Linked DNA regions of Zea mays: region 1 is linked to region 2. A link is a contact called in public Hi-C data. All regions are on one chromosome and are shown on one strand. The core of a region is the stretch at or near the end of the contact, and the rest is flanking DNA. Distances in the headings are between cores, read along the strand shown.

Region 1 (3,811 bases), core at 943-3,442, 130 kb after region 2:
TTTTACAAATACTGTAAAACTGACGTGGGTAATGGTTTGAAAACTAGTTTCTGGAAAAGTACTTGGTTGGGTGACCAACCGTTGTCTAGCCAGTTTCAAGTTTTGTTTGACTTGACTTATAACAAAGATGTCTCTGTTAACGAAGTTTTCACTTCAAATTTTGAATCCCTGACTTTCAGAAGAAGGATTGTGGGTAATCTAAAATTATTATATGATGATCTGATTGATTATTGTGAGCAGATTTGTCTATCTGATCAGGAGGATAGAATTGTGTGGTCACTGGGGAATAAAAGCTTCTCTGTTAATTCTTTATACAGAAAGAAAATGGAAAATCAAGCTTTGATTCCATATAAATTTTTGTGGAAATCTAAACTGCCTCATAAAATTAAGATTTTCTTCTGGTTAGTGGTAAGAAATAAGATTCTTACTAAGGATAATTTGAGAAAAAGATGCTGGATTGGTTCTTTAAACTGCTGTTTCTGTGGGGTGGATGAATCCATTGATCACTTGTTTTTCTATTGCCCCATTGCTCAGTACATGTGGAGAGTTATTCAAGTGGCCCTGAATTTGAGATCTATTCCAAAAAATATCAAAGATTTGTATGATAATTGGTTTTGTAAACCAAAAGACACGATGGCTCAGCTGGTGTTATTTGGTTGTGGTGCTTTATTCTGGGCTATTTGGCGCACTAGGAATGATTGGTGTTTTGGGAATAGTCATTTACTTGACCCATCTAACATCATTTTTCTTTGCTGCTTCTGGTTGGATTCTTGGGCGATTCGTCAGAAAAAGAAGGAGCGAAAAATGGTGGTGCTAGGAAGCAGGTTAATCCGAAAGACGGCAAGTGAAGCTTTCGGGAGGGCCTTGGGGTGGTGTCCTCTTGACAGGCGGATTCCTGGATGACAAGATGATGATGCCGAGAAAGCTTGTTGGGATAGTTGTCTGTCTTTTGTTGGCCAAACTGTTCAGGTCTTTTGTGGCTTCTGCCTGTCTTGGTTGGTTGTATATAAGAAAGTCTTATGTAGCTCTTCGTAGGCCAAAACTTTCACTGTTATCGTAGTCTCTTCACTGATCTAGCGATAGTGTTTAGAGTCTAGATAACTTTCTGGCCATGTCTGTTCTTTTGGAGGTCCTACCACGTGGGTGCGGTTGTTACATACTTTCCTATTTCTTAATGAAATAGGGGGCTTCGCCCCTTCGTCAAAAAAAAACAATGTAATACAATTGGTGTATCTAAAATATGTATCTTACTATATTTATTACATCGATCAGAGCATTCAATAAATTAAATTGACCAATTAGCTACTCTTCTGTTTTGACTATAGAGCCAAGACACAGTGTCTTCGTCAAGGGACGTGTCTTAATTTTTTTACATTTACCTTCTTAGACATACTTAAAGACACACCTCAAGACACTCATTATACATGACATTAGGGCATTTACACTGGTGTTTAATGTAGAGGCTCTTGAAGTGTTTAAAAAAAATCGTGGAGCCGTCTCTCCGTGAAGAGACGCATCTGGCTCGTAACCCAAGTAGCAACAGACGTCTCACTTACCACTGTACGAATTTGTCGTCTGTTCTATCGATCAGATGTTGTACAAACGCATTTAATTTTGTATTTATTAATAGACTATATTTATAGACACTTCATTGTATAATAAAGTCTCTTAATTGTCTCTTTGTGCTTGGAGAATCGTTTTGGTGTCCCTCTACTATACATGCCCTTGTGCTGAAAAGATTCATCAAAATTAATCGATATAGTACGTGCGAAAATTTTCGAGGATCGTGCGAGGCACGCACGACATCGATCGGGCCGGGAGCTCCCTCGCGATCTGCTCCTGTTGCGGGACGAAGCAACCAGTGGGCCTGTGTAGCTAGTCGTGCTCACGTAGTGCACAGAATCAATGGCGAAAGTCAAACCAATAAGCATATATGCATGCCATCTTGCAATGTAATCTTGCATTGCATTGACCTTTAATTTTGAGTGTCTCAGGGTGCAGCGTACAGTTAATCATTTCGACCCCGAATTCATTTGAAAATGAACAGCAGATTCTCCAACTCATAGTCTGTGTGCCTGTCTTCCCCCCTGCTACGGGCATGTGTTTCATGGTCGGCCACGAACACCTCTTCGTTTGGCATTGGCAAAGAAGGGAATTTCTCTCCATGTTCTGTGTCTCCGTGTATATATAGTCCTATCACCTTTTGCAGCACACGCGATCCCAAATTAAAGGGCCATATATACCGACCCGAACGCCGAAGCAATATAATTCGGTGGACCACCACTCAAAGGACGCGTACGTACGGGCCGGGAGCGAGCATGAATAAGATCGCCTCCGCCGGAGCACTGCTGGCCGTGGTAGCGGTGGTTGCGGCGTTGGCCGCGACGACGGCGTCGGCGAAGGACTACACGGTGGGCGGGTCAGACAGGTGGGACACCTACGTCGACTACGGCAAGTGGACCGCCGGCAAGACGTTCATGGTCGGCGACACCATAAGTGCGTGCTACTGCTAGCTCTCTCCGTTCACGTACTTGCCCGTGCATTATTTCCTTCCCATCTCATCTTGATGTGGCGTGCGATAATGTACGTTAACGACTAACTGCAGCGTTCGAGTACATGCCGTACCACAACGTGCTGGAGGTGACGGCGGCGGACTACGCCAGCTGCAACGCCGGCAGCCCCATCTCCACCCACTCCGGCGGCAGCACCGCCTTCAAGCTCACCGCCACGGGCACCCGCTACTTCATCTGCGGCATCCCGCGCCACTGCCTCAACGGCACCATGCACGTCACGATCACCACCGTTCCCTACGATTCCGCCACCGCCGCGGCAAGCGGCCCCGCGCAGGCTCCGCTCCAGTCATCCTCATCGCCTCCAGCAGCCGACGCCTACGCGCCCGGACCGGCGGCGGGACACAAGGTGGCCCTGGGCGCTGCAGGGAAGTCGCCGGCGGGCGCACCGAGCAGCGCGCCGCGGTATCAGCAGCCCGCGGCCGCGGTGGCTGGGCTGGCGGTGGCCGCTCTGGTGGCCTTGGTCGCCTAAGCTAGCAACGTGCGTGTAATTTGCACGCACGTTGCAGTTTTGACTTTTTGAGTTACTGCTTACTGCTGCTGTACTGTACCTGAAACAGGACTTCTGTTACTGCGAACGTACAAGCGGTATATTCATTTGTGCTTCTTCTTTTTACTCTTGTCGTGTGTTTATATTCGGTACATGGGTGTAAATTGTGATATTTACTTCTTATAATTCCATTTTAGCGGCATTGGTCAATGGTTATGTCTTCAGTGACAGGGTGTGCGAATCCATTTCACAACCACTATGTTGCAAAACTTCGAGGCATAGGAACGATATAATGTTTTCCATGCTGTTCAGAAATATGAATGTTTTCCATACAGCTCAGAAATATGAATTTGGCTCTACAAATACAATGAGGCCCATTTGTTTTGTTGGAATTCAATTCCATTTTAATAATTATAAATTGGACAAAACTAATTAAATTCATATGTTTATATATGTAATATATTTGTATATTATCCTAAATCATATAAGAGATAGTTATATACTATATTTATGGTATAGCGAAACATGTAGAAGAGTGTGCTATAAGTTGTATATCGGAAAAATAGTATGTAAATCTATATAATCAATTTTCATTTCTCACTCATGAATTTAAGATAGGCTTATATAATAACTTTTAAAAGTGGTAGAATGTTACATTTAAAAAAATAGTCTATTCCATTAGTAAGATTCTAATTCCTCAAAATGAAAGGAAACATGTAAGATTTTAATTTTTTAAAATGAAATGAAACAA
Region 2 (3,711 bases), core at 238-2,737:
GTAATAGTCGTTGAGTGCATAGGAGGCATGCGCGAGCTTGGTGTTGGGTTCGTAGCACGCCGCGCCGGGCTGGATGGCGCTGCAGTCCGCACCGTGGCCGCACGCGTAGTCCAGCGCCGCCTGCAGCCGTGAGTCCCCAGCGGCCGCGTTCGCCACGCACCAGCTCGCCTTCGCGCCGCCACTGCCGCCGCCGCCGCCGCCGCCGTGGTGGAAGTCGAATTCGTACACCTTCTGCTCGCTCGGGTAGAACAGCCCGAAGTTCTGCTCGATGTCGTCCGGCCCGTCGCCTTTCTGGTTCTCGTTGAAAAGCGCGAAGATGTAGACGTCCATGTCCGCGTCGGGCCGGTGCGGGGTGCCCGTGTTGCCGGACAGCACGCGGTTGATGACGTTGTTGACGTATGCGTGGGCATTGGCTATCGAGGCGACGGGGTACCCGTCGTCGTCCCCGGCCACCAAATGCCTCCGGCCTCCGCGAGGCGGCCTCCGGCCGGGTCTGGGCCTTCCTCCAGACGGATGCCCAGTCTCCCCAACATGTGCTTTCAGACTGGTGAACCCCATGGCATCCATGGCGTAGTACGTGGCGTCGAGCTGGGCGTCCAGGAGGCTGTGGTACGTTACGCCATTGTCGTCGTCGAGCGCGATGCTGCCCGTGTCGTCGTCGTCGACGCGCACGCCGGGGTTTGGGTTCCCCAGGGCGTAGTCGAGCGAGATCTGGTCCGGGTGCTCGGCGTACGCCAGGTACGGATAGATATTGATGGTGAGGTAGGAGCCTGTCCTGTCCAGGAAGCCGAGCATGGGCTTCATCACGCTCTGCGCGATGTCGTCCCGGAACCTGCCCGCGGACGGCGGGTACGAGTCCTGGACCGCCGAGAAGGCGACCGGCGTGGACACCTTGACGGCGTCGGCCAGGCCCAGCTGCGCCAGCGCGTCGTGCACGTTGGCCATGGCCGGGACGAGGTTCGAGTTCAGGTCCGGCCTGGAGTCGAACACCTCGTTGCCCACCGCGACGCAGTGGATGTGCGTGGCCGGGTAGAACGCCGCCACGTTGGCCCGCGCCCACTGGAGCGCGTAGGACGGGTCCGAGGCCGCGGCGGCCAGCTCCTCGTTAGGCAGCATCACCATCACCTTGATGCCCGTGTTGGCCAGCGACGTCAGCACCTTGGGATTCGCGTCGTACAGCCTCACCATGGTGATGCCGCTCTGCTTGAGCAGCTGCACCACCGACGCCGGGTCCGGCAGGTCGTTCGCCACCCTCCCGTAGTTCACGCCCACCTCGCCCGCCTCTGCTGCTCCACAGAGGAGTAGCGGCAATGCCGCTCCGAGGAAGTGAGCGAGAGCGACGGCTGCTGCCATGACCATGGTAGGCTCCGCTGCTGTGGCGCGGGGCACTGGGCCGGCGATTGGGCTGAGCAGGACGAGGCTAGCTGCTGAGTCCTGACTCCTGACTGAGTGTGTGACGAGTGACGACGATGATACATGAACCAAAGGGTTGGTGGGTGGGAGTTTAGACTGCCTCCAGCAATACACGATAAATGGTTCTATACTCTAAATTTAGAGTACGAAACGTTCTCTATGCCGTCTAACAAGGAACTCTAAAAGGAACTCTAAAATATAGAGGACGTACGGCGAACGCTAAACGTAGAGGAGTCCTTACGCGCGCTATCCGTCTGCTCAGCCCTGGGGCCCGCTCTTCAATGTGGTCATCCGTCTGCAGCTACCTCTACTACCTCTGTTGGCCGATTAATTCTATTCTTTTTTTTTGCGTGTAAATCTAATAGTAGCAGCACTTTTGCTAATTGGGATTATTAGATTAATATTATCAGTTTATGTCCAATACATATATAGATATGTACGTAGACGGCGTTATGAAAAAACGATTAGTAATGTCGGTTGCAAAATGTAATTATTATAATTAATTCCTAATTCATTTTTATAAAATTTCTAGAAATAAATAACTTTATTTTTCCATTACGCACATAAGTTCAAATTGTATTAATATAAAAAAATAAGTATTAAAAATGAGTATATGAATTCTGTTAGATATAGAGTACCGAATTTAGAAGACGTTGCTGGAGTTGGCGAAGATATAGAGGACGAAATTTTTTAGAGAGTTCTGTAAAGGACAGAGAATATTCCTTTAGAGGATAGAATTTAGGGGGACGTTGCTGGAGACAGCCTTATAGGCAAGGTTCAAGCGCTGCATGCATAGTGGTGGTGGGTCCCGCCACCGCAGCCGCCGGTGCAGGTGATGGCTAAGACTAACTGCAACACTACCGTCTGGGCAGCCCCTCCTCTTGCATGGCGCCTGTAGGGGTACTTTACCGCTGCAGCGCTGCCCCCTACAGCGCTCCTTACGCGCCGGCCCCTTTCTCGGCTAACTGCAACGCTGCCCCCTGGGTAGCTCTCTCCCCTTGCATGGCGCCTGTAGGGGGCACTCTACGGCCGCAGCGCTGCCCCCTACAGCGCCCCTTACGCGCCGGCCCCTTTCTCTCTCTCTAGATATAGCGTGTCATTGTTTATCCCCCAAACACTGTGTTGTGGGTCCATGAGTAATTGTTAGTAGATAAAAAATTGATAGTTGATATAGAAAATGATATTTTATAGTTGTAGTGGGATATAATGGGAGTATTTTGGGGGAACCGCTGCAGGAGATGAAAAAATAGGGAGAAAAATAGGGGAAAAAGTGATATAGGCCCTGTTTGGCACAGCTGCTGCTTGTTGAAAAAGCAGCTTATCTGATAAGCTGGTGAAAAGCAGCTTCTGCTTGTTGGCTGCTTTTAGTGTATTCTGAGAAGCAGCTGAACTGATAAGCTGCTGCAGAAGCTAACTGTTTGGCAGACCTTCTGCTTAAATTTATGAAGAAGCTGAAAATAAGCTGTGCCAAACAGGGCCATAGGGGGAAAATTTAGGGGTAACGCTTGCGGATAACGTTGGCGTTTAGCACGGGAAGGAAAAAGTGCACGATGCAGACACGCAGTAGTGAGTCCTGCGTACGAAATCCACCACCCACATTATCTGTAGTGGATGGATTGATCCCCGCCCAACCCACTTTCACGTGAGTGATCTCCGTCCCGTCCAGCCCACTTCGGCTCCCCCCTCCTATATCCCGCACCCGCAGGCCGGCCCGTCACTTGCTGCTTAAAAAAACCGAGAGAAATGTTGAAGAACAACCAGTCTACGTTGCCATCGTATCACCCCATGCGCGATGAACATTTGACAGGCGTCAGTGCTTGGCCTAGGAGTCGTGAAATTTACGTAGATGTAATTTCTTAGGCCATTTTATTTATACCTTTCTTCCTCTCGCGCCATCCACTGTCGATCCCTCTAACGAACATGATAATGTGTATGGATGAAAACAATCGTGTATAGTTTGTGGGGGGAAATCCACTTGCCGCTTTTCATTTTCACAAATTTTATTTGGGAATACCATGGTTTTAGAGGCTAAATGATGTTTGGTAGACCATCAAAAACCACATTATATAAAAAATTTGGTTTCGGCAATAAGTATAGAAAACTTTGGTACATACCAAAGTTTTTCTTGTGGGCGTGAAGCGGGGCGACGAGTGTTGTGCAAACCGTCTTTAGATGTAAGAATGCACGCGAGTCTCCTGATTTGTTAGATTAAGTTTCATGTGAACCGGTACACAGTTCTTTTTTAGTCCATATGAAGTGTTATGATTTATTTGACTTGTATGATCGTTTGTCAACAAC

What was found. Hi-C and Micro-C count contacts between places; a contact is called where the count stands out from the background.
Region 1: a contact with region 2 is called in a Hi-C map of ear, with 4 times the contacts expected there. The contact joins the promoter of LOC103633266 here to the promoter of LOC103633264 in region 2. A contact is called at or near these places in 3 of 25 Hi-C or Micro-C datasets (ear, root tip and tassel).

Annotation. Positions count from the first base shown.
Region 1 is chr7:164,352,881-164,356,691 of Zm-B73-REFERENCE-NAM-5.0, forward strand. It overlaps LOC103633266 (chemocyanin), which reads left to right and starts at 2,193. Exons shown (of 2, transcript XM_008654969.2): 1 at 2,193-2,496; 2 at 2,606-3,284. The coding sequence starts at 2,319. The coding sequence ends at 3,042.
Region 2 is chr7:164,219,298-164,223,008 of Zm-B73-REFERENCE-NAM-5.0, forward strand. It overlaps LOC103633264 (glucan endo-1,3-beta-glucosidase 13), which reads right to left and starts at 1,488. Exons shown (of 4, transcript XM_020541371.3): 1 at 1-1,488. The coding sequence starts at 1,359.